Regions from separate parts of the Mus musculus genome. Here region 1 is linked to region 2. Evidence: chromatin contacts called from public HiChIP or PLAC-seq data. All regions are on one chromosome and are shown on one strand. Each heading gives the region's core, a stretch centred on a gene start, on an enhancer-like site or on the middle of the called end of the contact. The rest is flanking DNA. Distances are from core to core; before and after follow the strand shown.

Region 1 (6,613 bases), core at 137-2,636, 1.6 Mb after region 2:
TGCACACAGCTGCTGGCTGCTAGGTCAGAGCAAGGACATTACTGTTCAGTCAAGAGTGAACCAAGAACCACTGTTGTTTAAAGATGCCTGGTACTGCTGTCTCAGCTACACAGCCCCACAGGAGACATGTGCACCCCAAGAGATATTAAAGAGACAGCCACCATATTGGGAAGATATAGATACCAAATGTCCGCTGAAGCAGTGAGTGGGTGTGTAAGTAGATGCTGGGGCCACCAAATAGAGAGGGCTCTTCTGACCTGTCCTACCCTACACCTGCAGAGCTGGCCCCTGGGTATTGGAGCATGACAAAGCACAGAACTTCCCAGAGTCAGCTTAAAGCTGAGGCTCACCATGAGGCTTCCTGCAATACACATGTAACTACAAGTATAGGCGTATCTTAGAGCTCAGAATTTCTTAGAGTACAGAAGGCATAGCATTTGGGTCTCATGTGGCATGGGCTGGGACATAAGGAAAAGTCAAAGTCCAGGCAATAAGGATTCCAAATCCATTGACTTGGCATCTGGGGAGAAAAAGAAGGCTCTTCCAGTTTGTGTGCACACAGGCCAGTGTCCTGATTGGGAGGCCAGTGCAGAAGGGTAGAGTCTAAGGACAGGCTGCTCTGGTGGCCAGGTTCTGTGGCAGAGATACTGAGCTCCACGTGTCCTTTTGGTATGTGGTGATGGTTGCAAGGCAGGTTCTGACAGGTTTACAGACCCAGTAAAGCACCCCACCACAGAAGGCTTCACCCACCACAAGCCCATTCCCAATCCCATGACCCCAGCACATCTCGGGTACTGGGCACACAATGGAAGTGTAGGTGTACCCACAACCCTGAGGCCCTTTTCCATCTCCATTGTATCCTTCTGCCCCTCTCTCATTTTCTACCTCACCTCTTTCTGCACACAGTAGGGCCACAAGAAGAATCAGCAAACAGGACTTTGTAGTGTGAGAAGTGTCCATCCTCAGAGAAGGGCTGCACAGATAAAACCTTGGAAGTTGGAGCCAATTAATAGACCCCCAATCACATCCCTGGGCTCTCACAGAGCTCAGGCATCCGATCTTCCCTCCCTCCAACCCTCCACACAGCTTTCCCTGAGGAATACATGTCTGCCTACTTCTCTCACCCACCACCCACCCAGCTCTTCCTTCCTAATCCCACACTCCCAACCCCAGCCCTATCCTGAGGGCTCTTCCCTTTGTCACCTAGCAGCTCCCTCCTCACACCAGTCCTTACTTCCTCTCAGACAAGGTTGCAGGCACAGTGGCAAGTTCTGTCAGATGTGGACTGAAGTACTTTAATTTCCTTCAGCTCCTCCCAGCTGGCATCCTGAAGAGGGAGGGGTTTCAGTACTTAACCTTTTCCAGGCCATCATGTTTATTGGTTAAGAGGTAGCAAGATTTGTTTGTGACCTGATCAAGCCAGATTTATAGCAGTTGGGGAGGAACCATGGTGCAGGAGAACTGAGAGGGCCGAGGGCCAGAGGCCACAGTTGACTTGTGCTTGCCAATTAGAAAGCAAGGGAAGAAGTCAAGTTGCTCAGCCCTTTACTAGTTTTTGTTTTGTTTAGCTTCGTGTTTTTTGTTTGTTTATTTTGGGTTTTTTTTTGACTTTTTTTTTTTTTTTTGAGACAAAGTTTCTCTGTGTAGCTTTGGCTGTCCTAGGACTTGCTCAGTAGAACAGGCTGGCTCCAACACACAGCTATCAAAGGGGTGCACAACAGCCGCTGATACTTCTGCCTCCACTACCTGGCTTTTTTCTGTGTCTAAATAGAAGGTATGGTTTGCAGTGGCTCAGAGCCAATGGCCCTCCTTCCTATAAGCAGGAAAACAATTTACAAATACTTAAAGACTGGCTCTGGTGAGCAAGCCCCCAGTAGGCTCTTGCATCCACAAAGTGAGAGTCCTGAGGCAAGAACTAACTGGCAACTGGGATGGAAGTTACCAAGCAGTGTCTGATGTGTTTGGGGATGTATGGGGCTGTGTGTGCTGGACAGAGGTAGAGACCTGAGCTGGAAATCATCCTGAGATGATACCACAGCAAATGAACAGCTGTGCTCACAGGACAACTGAGTCCCAAAATGGACCACAGCATCAGTGAAGCTGAGCGCACCCCACTTAAGCAGGGAAGGCTGCTTACACTCCATGGCCTCTGCCCGAGCACCACTAAAAACCCCTTCCTTCTTACCCTATAATATATCATATAAGCAAACAGTTTGCCTCCAACACCGCATAACCCAGCACAGTGGTAAGAGGAAGAGAGCAAGCAAGAAATGTTGTCTCTCTAATTCTGTCACATGCTGTGCTCGGTATTGGCTCATGCATGAAGAAGTGTATGTGAAAGAAAGAGCAGGAGACAGCAAGCCTCTGCAAACAAAGAAAAAGCGGCAAGGAAAGATCCAAGTGATAAACCCTGCCAATGTCACCACCCAATGAGGTTATGAGGCTTTTTTTCCCCCAGAGGATGGGTGAGGTCACTTACAGGAATATGCATAAATTCTGAGCAGCTTAGTCACCACCAAATCTCACCCCATCATAAAAGCAGTACACGGAGTCCCTCTTTCAGTAAATCCTCTGTATCCTCTATATTCTAGTATCTTCTGAGACCACTTGTGCTTGGCGGAGAACAGGAGGGAGTCATGGCTGGAACCCCAGGTGACAGTCCTCCCTTCTGAGTATAGAGAGTTCTGCCCATTATCACAGACCTATTGCTGTTTTGCTCTTCTGACTCTATTTATTGCCAGGGCTCCTGGGCCAACATTATCCCTACTCCAGGATGACAACGGGGCCATCACCTTCTCTTTGGAGGGAAAGGCCATATAACCACAGTGCCGTGCACTGTTTCTCTAAAAGTCTTAAACTAGGAATTCTCATGAGTCCTCCAGTTTCCACCCAGCCCCATTGTTGGGGAGCTAGCTTCCCTTAGTGGTGGACTCCTGCCCATTCTACTGACAGACCACTCACATTAACTCTTCTGGGAGAGGGCTACAGTGTACTTGAGTAATCTTAGAGTTAGAGGTACCAGATGTTGCCAGGCTTGTGCTAGAGAAGCCAGGCCCTCTGCAGAGAAGTCTTCATGCAAGACAAAAACACACCCAGCCCTCTCTCCTGCCTTCCAGTTCACCTTGAAGCCTGACTATTCTCACACTCAATAGGTCAAACCTTAGCCAAGCCCATGCCCCTATTCAGAGAATGAATGACCTGTGTTAACTAGCCAGGGTCACATATTTTTTCCTCACTACCAAGAGTCATAAAGCACAGGTTTCATTTTAACTAAGTGTACTTCCTCCCAATGCCACTTGCCCCTCCCCCATGCGCTGTGGTCTTGGGATGCAGAGCAGCTGGGAGCAGGGTGTTGCAGGGATGGTAGGCATAAATGATTCAAAAGACTGTGTTGGAGGTTACCTCCTTTATTGAAATAAAGGGGCTAGATTATATAGCTTGAATCAGGGGCAGGGAGGAAAAGGGTAATTTAGAAAGGGCCACATTGGGTCAGGGGTCTTCCAAGTGTATCAGGTAGGTTATCAGACTGCCAGTCACATGATTTTTAAGCAGAGAGTTCTCTGGTGGGGAAACAGAAACCTAACTGGCTTTATCGTGACTTGGCTTTTGTCTCTGTGGAGTTGAGTAGGCCCAAGCCTGATTTGGGTCCTGAACATCCCCACTCCTGCAGTGCTCTAGGAGAGCTGTCCAGGGGTATAGGCAGTATTAGCATTTCTTCTAGGCTCTGCCCTGTAGTTATCTAGCAACATCCCGGGATGCCTGACTCACTGTAAAATGGGCTGCTTGGGCCCTCCTCACTGTCTTCTTTTGCTTTTTTCCTTTCTTCCTCCCTGTTCCTTTTCTCCCCATTCTCTTTTCCCTCTCTCTCCACATGGCCTCTACCCCCCCCCCCCCACTTTCTCTATCTCCACTAAGGACAACAAATCCCCTCCCCATGCCCTAAGTAAAAGCTATTCTATACTCTACACATCATATGTCTGTTACCTCAGGGGAAAGGAATGCCTCAGCATGGGCCTCAGTGGCACCCCCTTCCCCCTCATCATAGCTGCCTCCACCAAACACATTCCGGGCTTCTTTTCATTTTCTAAGCACAACAGTCAATGCTCTACTGTCCCTCATCTGTCTTGGGAACACACAAGAATGGGGCTGTGTCATACGTGTTAGCCTAGTCTCTAGGAATAGCTTGTCATTGTACCAGGAAGTTCATTGTACCAGGAAGTGTTTTTTTTTTGTGACTTATATGTATGTTGTTTTTTGAGAAACTGTATAATACATAGGGTGAGAAAGAGGGGGGCTCCGATGGCTTTCCATCAAGGACAAGAGCCAGGCAATGAGGGGGTTGGAGTACCAGAAAGCATGATTATCGAAGGCATATTGGGACCTCAAATTGTCACAGAGTTCGTGAAGGGCCTTAATATTTTGTTCAACTGTCGTACCAGGGAAATGTCAGTGATCCCCCAAGAAAACAGACAGAAGCAGATCTGATGCAACTCACAACAGAGTCTTTATTCTCTCCGAGCTAGCCCAGGCCACCCCCATCTCACCACTGTCATGCAGGATGGTTTTGGTGGTGGCAGAGCCCCAAATATCTATGGGGCAAGGCTATAAAGTAAGCAGGGAGTACATGTGCAAGCATTGAATTGGAAAGCTACTGTGGCCTTTAACATAACTGGCTGGTGCTGGGGATCATATCATAAACTCAGTTTCTGCTCCCCTCTGCATTGGTGGTCATTAGGTGGGGGGTGGGCTTGTAACCTGGGGGTGCAGGTCTGTTGGGGGAATAACTTGGAGACACTTGCCTTGTTAAGGGTGTAACCTGGAAAAGCAGGTTTTGTTGGAGATTAGCCTAGAGACTGGAGCTAGGCTTGAGCTTTGTTGTGGACAACTTGGAAACTAATGCTAGGTACCAGCCTGTTAGTTTACCTGAGCTCAACCTTAGATCAGGTCCTCTAAAATAGAGTTTGACCTTAAAAGATTTGGCCTCCAGCAACCAATCCTGATTCATTACATAAAAAAACATCCCTCCCCAGGGGTGACCCAAGATCTGATCCTGCCCCTCCTCTTCCTTCCCCTCCCCTCCCCTCCAGTTCCTCTGTCAGGAGGTCTGAAGTGTTCTGATCTAAGATATGGATATCATAAAGTCACACCATGTGACAGATCTCACAATAGAGTTTGACTGGGGAGGTTGGCGGATCCCTGGGGCAGGCGGTGAAGATGCCTGACTGCTAACACCAAACCTTTCTATTTTGTAGTACAAGTCCAGCAAAGGTGGTCAATTGTACCTGGAGAATAATTATAACAGCAACACAGAGGTATGAAGGCCCTCAATAAATGGGAATCTCCTGTAAGTTTTGGTTAAAAGATAGACCCGGGTCTGAGGAGGAACCATGCAAGGTAGCGTTAGAATATTCCACTGCGAAGGGGGGGATGCAGAAAGGAGACACTAAAGAAACATGGAGAGGCATTGGAGTGGTGCTCTCTGAGAGTTGCTTGGCTTATGGGCAATGCTCTACCATCCTTCATTTGGCTTGGGATTCCCTCCATCCCCAAAACAAAACAAAACAAAACAAAACAAAACAAAACAAAACAAAACCCTTAAGACTACAAAGGCACTTTGTCTGAGAAGACCAAAACTTGTAACTTGTTGCTGTGCTGCCTGCTGGCATTAAGGAATCTCTTGCCTGAAGGAGGATTCTACTCAGTTCCTCTGGCTATGTCAACCTCCCCTCCCCTCTTTAAATATTAGAAATGATATTGGCAGGCTAAGAAGCCTCTAGGGATACCCCCACTCTTTTGATCAATTCTGGACCACACCGTCTGTTTCCCTGGCAATACCCTAATTTTCCAAAAGGAAAAAGACTAACCTGGTCCGCAGGTTAGTCAATGGGGTCTGCAAGGGAGAGAATGGGGATGGAGGGGCAAGAGACATGAAGAATGGAGATGAGACAAGCTATCTGATCAAGTCTCAAGTCTTGTTTATTGGAAGGCAACTATGGGTATATATGCACACACTGGGACGTGCATCTGGAGATACTTAACCACAAGTCCAGGATGTATAGGAGAAAAATAAGATGTTTTCAGAGTGTGTTCAGTTGTGATGGGCTGCTTGCAAAAACACCATGCTAGGAAAGCAAGTCTATCGACACAGTGAAAAAGTACCAACCTGTAAGTAAATAGCCTGAGATGGCTGCAGAGATGATAGCTGCTTTCTGCTAGGAGTTGTCTACCAACAGTTGCCTATCCTTAAAATTTAAAATACCAAGTACAGGAAGGAGGGCAGGGGTAAGGGCTTTGCATAGGCCCACCTTAGGAAAGCTGTTTCTTCAGGTGAAGCAGAGCTTCTTATTATGTGTATGTAACCTCTCTCCCACTACCTCTTGTTTTTTCAAGACAGGTTTTCTCAGTGTAGTCCTGGCTATTTTGGAACTTGCTCTATAGACCAGGCTAGCCAGTGCTCTTCCCCCTAAGAGTTAGTAGTCTAACATCCCAGGGAAGGAAGGACAGAAACAGAGAAATAAGCCCAGGCATGTGTATGTGTTTGCTCAGGTCGATTTCTCACTTTATGTTCATTGCCTCCTTCAGTGAGGAGAAGGAGGGGTTTCAGAGAGCTGTT
Region 2 (6,395 bases), core at 2,766-5,265:
ATCACTCGCAGAAACCCTCGAGGCTGTGTCAGCTACTAAAACAAGTAAGCACCATCAAGCACTGTTCCACCCTTATATATCTGTATTTAACTAATTCTTAACTGACTCCAAATAACCAAAACTCTGATACACTCAATGGCTAGTCTATATTGTGCTGTTTAAGTCAGAAGCTCTGGTTCTGAAAGTGCCAAGACAGAATCTACTTATCTAAACTTCCCAGGTACCATCACTCACATTCTGAAAACCAGTTAAGCTTTGTCCAGTCCTGCAGGCCCTGGGTGGCCATTTCCCCTCCAGAGCTACCAATATGAGCCAGGTGACCCCCACAAGTTACTCTGAACTTCAACATGCAGGTCTTCTGTGTACACTAGGGGTGCTACAGCACCTGCAGGCCAACAGTTCTCATAGGAATAACATTGAAGCAAAATCCCCATCCAAGGCTGGGAAGGAGGAGAAACTCTCCCAGGTTTCCCCAGAAGGCAGTGACACTCACAGGGGCCCAGTGGTAAGATCACTCCCCTATTATAAGATGATTCCAGTCATTTTCTTTCCAGCAAGGGGAAGTATTCATCAGCAAGTTCCACATAGAACTACTTTAATTAATTTTAAGGCTGATAAGGAAACATCTTCATGTCCGTAAACTCTGGTCAACACTAGTAATGCTGTCTTCCAGCTCCAGCAGCACACACAAATTCTATTTCCCAGTTCCAAGATTGCAGATTAGATACAACAGCACCCACTAAACTCCACTTAAACTGAACGCTGAATCATACAGAATTCTCCGAATTATATTTCCATACTAGAACCCAGTAAAGATAAAATCTTTAAGAATTATAGGTAGTAGGCTTTATAATCAGCAATGCCTTTAAGGGATTTTAAATACGATCTATCATAATTCCTAGAAATTAGTACCAGAAACTGAGATATATAAATTTCATTTCTTGTACATGAGGCTGCTTTTCTTCCTTAAGTCATAAACTTTTTGCCAAAATGATGTAGAGGAACAAAGCCAAAAAGGCTCAAATATCCACTATTAATACAGTTCAGAGACAGTGGTCAAACACACCTTCTCAGTGTAGTCTAGTGAGACCAGTGTGTCTCAGGGGACCGGGAGGAGGCTGACAGCTGTACTCTTAAGGTCCCTGGAATTTATCACTACCAACACACACAAAAAACACAGCCATTAACTGCCAGCCTTTTAAATTTCTTGAACTTAAGTAATTCTAAAAGTATCAGAAAAAGATTCCAATAACAATTTATTGCTGATTATTTTAGGAATCTTAGTAGAGGAAATGGTAACAAAAATATGTATTCTAAGTGGTAGACTCCAAGATTTAAAGCAAAGCCCACAGAAACCATAATTGTCTGATTATTTTGATCTTTGCAGTGCTAGGGCTCAAACGCAGAGCTTCATGAACACTTGCTACCACTGAGCCACACTCCCTATATGCTTCTCCAATTGTAGTGACTATCATCACCACCACTGCTGCTACCACCAGCAATGATGATCCGATGATGATGATGATGATGATGATGATGACGACGACGACGACAACTACAGGCTGGTAAGATAGCACCACAGGAAATAGCACTTGGCTGTAATAAGCCCAGCAACTTAAATTCAACCTCTGGTAGAAGGCAAGAAGCAACTCCACAAAGTTGCTCTGACCTCCACACTTGCACTGAGGTACACGCCAACTTGCACACATATCATACACACACACAAATAATGAAAAAAAATTAACTTTTAATGTGACTGAATTTAAAACAAGAAGTGACCCAGGTAAAAATTCATCTAAACCGAAAATGTCTAATGCAAACTAAAAAGATTTGCACACTATATGAACATGTTGAGCCACATCTTTTGTAATTCATTTTTAATTATTTTCTCAAAATTAAGACCTAAGGGGCGAGTCGACTCAAAATTTCTGTGAACAAAGTTCCTACTTCTCTTACTCAAATTAACATCCCAAGAAAGGGCAATGATGTCAAAACTAGTTTTATTGCATTATACAGTGTAATATAAAATCCTTTCTTCTACATGCTCAATCATCTTTAAAGCAACTCGGGTTAACACCTCTTTATATTCTGAGGGAAGGACTGTGCCACTGCTCAAACTCCGAGCCTTTCACACGTAACACACAAAGAGCTAACTGCCCAGCCTACAAATGTCTTTTAGATCTCCCAATTCCTATGGAGAAGAGTTATCTAACCAGCTCCAGAACAGGGTTTTGAGGACTGGGGGATTATGTAATTTCCAACAACAGGATTAGAGTTCCAAACTACTTCACATACCCCGCTTCCTCCGTGCTGCCTCCTCCCACCCTTCACAGCTACTGCTGGAACTCCACCCCCAACACTTCCTTGTTTAGTGGGCTGCCAGCCTCAAACACAGTAGGTCCCATCTACTCTAGGGAGCTTGCCAAAGCTGTCCTGGCCCCACACTATGGATTTTGAGCCAAAAGGACTTACCTGTCCAGGCATCATCTCTTCCTGAGCCACACAGTCCTAAAAGCTGTGACTTGTGGGTCCCTCCCAAACAGAAGCCACCTTTGCCTGTAGATCACGTATAAGTTAGCTTATATGGCAATGTCCCTAACAAGATCCTTTCCAGGAAAATGTACTCTTGTAGCCTTTTAATAAGCTCAAGTGTCTTAAAAGGAGGCCAGGGATCGGCCCACTTACAACAGCCACAAATATAAAACTAAATTCATAATAATACTGGGAACCATGTCCACGTTCCTTAAAGTTTCCTGTTAGGACTGGGGGCGTGGCTTTGTGGACCAGCACGAACCGCGTGGGAAGCCCTGGTGTTTCATACCCAGGAAAAAAAAAAAAAAGTTCACGTTTAAATACTACACGAAACTCAACAGTATCACTGAGTGGAAATATTATCTATAGTGTATCTCCACAAAAATTCGGAGAATGCTAATGTTAGATGAACTAGCTCTTTTTATGTCTGCATTCACAATACTTCTGTCCCAGGTCACTGTTCAGAGACCTGTCTTTGAAAGGAGACTTTTCATTCCTCAGTTTATAAATACACACACACACAGTGAGGCGCTGCTATTTCACTTCAAGTAGTAATAACCCATTACCACAACCATGATAAAGCTTCCATTCTAAGTAGAAATGCCAGCGCTGGTCAGATTTAAAACGAACCCGCAAACTCTTGCAGTGCCTTCAGCTCCAACCTATTTCAACCAGTTCCCATAATCATTACAGTATTGCTATTATCTTGGTCCCACTGCCAAACACCCAGCTGCAGTCTAACTATGCAAGAATGAGACACTGTTGAAATGGCTTTCAAAAAGCAACTTTCTCCTCGGCGCATTTCTCCGCAAAAAAAAAATTAAAATAAAATAAAATAAACCTTACAATTAAACGACACAAGTGCGCACACAGACACGATCGCTCCTCCGAGCGGTGCCACAAAAGCAGCCGGCGAGGACCGGCGGGGACAGGCAGCGCGCCGTGGCGGGGCTGGGTCGGGGCGGAGGGAACTTGGACAGCACAATGACTCCGGGGTTCGTGCGGTCGCACTGGAAGCCCCGCGCCGGCCACCCCGCGGCTGCTCAGCACTCCGCCTGCCACCTCTTTTGTTTTTCGGCTTTCGGGCCTCCCGGTCCCCGCCGCGCCCGCCCCGCCGTCCCGGACCCCGCGGCCTCTCGCGCCCCAGCCCCGCGGCCTCCTCAGCCCTCGGGGCCCGGCCTGACGAGGAGCGAGGCCGGGGCGCGGTGGGGGCCGTGTCCGCCGAAGCCCGCACCGCGGCCCGCGCCGCCCAACGCCCTGAGCCCGCGCCTCCGCGGCCGCGGCCCGAGCCCCGCACTCACCGGCCACCACTGGGCGCGCGAGGCTGAGGCAGATAGAAGGCAGCGGGGCGGCGCCGGCACCGGCAGCCGTGCTCTCTCCCACGCGCACGCCGGGCGCACGGCGGTCCGGCCGGCGGCGGTAGCGGTGACGGCGGGCTCGCGCCCTCGGGCCGTGCTGAGTCGGCGCGGGCCCGCGCGTGCGCCGTGGCTGGGGAGCGCGCGCCCACACCTCGCGGCGCGCAATGCCTCACCTCAGCGCAGAGCTCTACGCCTGCGCAGTGCGGACCGCGCCTGCGCAGAGCAGTCCGGCGCGCCCGGCTCCTAGTAAAGTGTATCCCAGCTGTGCGGGCGTGGCGTCGTCCGCGGATAGCGCTGTTCCGGGATGACGAGGTGGCCCCTGTGGCCGCCCCAGGGTCTGCGGACTAGGCCTGGGTCCCTCACGGTCACAGGAGATCCTTAGCCGCACACACGCCGGCCCTGATCTTCTCCAGGCTTCACCGCTTCAATAGAGGTTCATGGGCTTTCTGTAGATGGGGAAACTGAGGCACAGAGAGTATTTTAATGGATCTCTGAAGACGGTCCGAAAGATCGTTTAGGAGTGCCTGGGGCCACTCACATTCCAGCCCCTTCCCGCAGCCCCTGTAGATCTTAAGACTGGGGAAGCCTTTCGGGGACACTGGGTGGACAGGAGGGCCAGAACGGGAGAGCCACTGTGGATGGCTGCTGGCTTAAGAGCCAGTTCCAGCGCGGAACTTACCACGAAACGTGAGACTGGGGGGACACCTTTGCCTGAATCAAGCAGGTGGCCCTGTCCTTCCGAGCCGTGCCTAGTTTCCCTGAGTTTGTTTTTGTGCAGCAACCCTACGGAGAGTCTTAAGCAGGAAGTGGTGACTGATTTGTGATCTCTGAAAAAAAAAAAGGAAAAAAATCACTGGCATCCTTGCGGTAGGAAATGAAACCAGAAGCGGGGAACTTTCATTTTTAATGGTGTCATTTTGATCTTCGACCACAAGCCAACGAGCAAGCAGGACAGGCAGTGAAAGGTGAACACAGAACCACCAACCACTACATACCTGGGAGCTGTAATTTACTCAGGTATAATAAAACGCTTTGAGTTGTCGAGATTTTGCCATATTTTAGTGTTTCTTTTTTATTGTTTTTTTTAATGAAGTGTATTAAACTTGGATTTGAACTAGTAGTGGTGGTTATGTTTGGGGGTTTTTTTTTCTCTCCCAGATTTATTTATTTTATTGTACTTGTGTGTTTTCCTTGAATGTATATATGGGTATCACACACATGCCTGGTGCACGTGGAGGTCAGAAGAGGGTATTGGATCTCTTCTGAAATTAGAGATAGTCGTGAGCCAGCCACCATGTTGGTGTGGGAATAGAATCTAGGACCTTTCCAAAGACAAGTGCTCTTAACCACTGAGGGATCCCTCTAGCTCTAGTTTTATTTTGTTTCGTTCTTGTTTGTTTGTTTGTTTGTTTGAGATATAGTTTCATGTAGCCCAGGCTGTACTAAAACTTTCTGTGTAGCTGAGGATAGCCTTGAACTCCAGCTCTTTCTACTTCCATCTTCTGGTGCTGGGATTACAGATTATGTCACAATAGCCAACCTATAGTGTTTTTCTGCACTTAAAATTAGAAGGGATTATGTCTCTGTGTCACCTCTAGCACTTTTTCTTCGGCCCCATGTTAGTTGTCACTTCGGTAATGTCAGCTGACTACTTTGAAACCCGAGCCACCCATTGCCCTGCTGAGTGTGCTCCCATCTAGGCTCCTTGCCTGCTTACCCTGTTGTCTCCAAACCTATTGTTCAGAACAGTTCAACACTGCTCTTGTCCGTCTCTCGATTGTCTCTGCTCTGGACTTCTAGATTCATAGAACAGGGACTTTGTTTTGTTCCCCAGGCAGTCCCTGGCACACAGTAAATATTTGTTGAGTGGGTGAATGAAGCTTTGCATGGTGTAAAATGAGAGATTATTATTTAAAGTATCAGAAGGATAGGGGGGAGGGGCTTGGAGTGGTGACACAAAAGGGGGTTTGCATCAAAAATGGCTTTGTGAGGAGAGGTAGCACTCTGCAGTGGACTGAAAAGGGTCACCGAGTCTTTGACAGGCCTCCCAACAGGAGGCAGAATCTGAGTTTTCACCCCTTGAATCTGCACAAGTCTCATACTTTGCTTTGATCACAGTGATACATCATAGGTGACATGGTGCTGATCACAGGATACCCAAAGCTGTTTCTTCTTAACCCTGACAAAAGAGTGAAAGTTGGCCTCCTAAGCAAGCCACATGGGACCCTAGCAGCAAGCTGCCAGCCTCTAGGCTTGTGAGCGAGGCTATGCTGAGCCACCCAGCTCCAGCCAAATGGTCAGTCAATAGCAGCCTCATGGGGCCTTCAAAGACCAGTAATGTCCAGCTGAATACAGTCCGCACCTCCAAATTGTGTCTTGTGTCTTAGTTACTTTGTCAAAACACCATGACCGCAGCCAGGCATTGGTGGCACATGCCTTTAATCCCAGCACTTGGGAGGCAGAAGCAGCCAGGTCTACAGAGTGAATTCCAGGACAGCCAAGGCT

What was found. HiChIP or PLAC-seq counts read pairs in DNA pulled down with a chosen protein or histone mark.
Region 1: an HNF4G HiChIP or PLAC-seq map of pancreatic cancer cells shows a contact between it and region 2. The contact joins the promoter of Ly6a here to the promoter of Ptk2 in region 2. A contact is called at or near these places in 2 of 39 promoter capture datasets (the C10 cell line and liver) and 1 of 115 datasets of contacts at active chromatin or transcription factors (pancreatic cancer cells).

What each region holds. Positions count from the first base shown.
Region 1 is chr15:74,996,645-75,003,257 of GRCm38.p6, forward strand. It overlaps Ly6a (lymphocyte antigen 6 complex, locus A), which reads right to left and starts at 1,387. Exons shown (of 4, transcript NM_001271419.1): 1 at 1,235-1,387; 2 at 891-973. The coding sequence starts at 960. It overlaps Gm28068 (a long non-coding RNA gene), which reads left to right. Exons shown (of 3, transcript XR_875428.1): 2 at 5,253-5,312.
Region 2 is chr15:73,419,176-73,425,570 of GRCm38.p6, forward strand. It overlaps Ptk2 (PTK2 protein tyrosine kinase 2), which reads right to left and starts at 4,016. Exons shown (of 35, transcript NM_001358046.1): 1 at 3,834-4,016.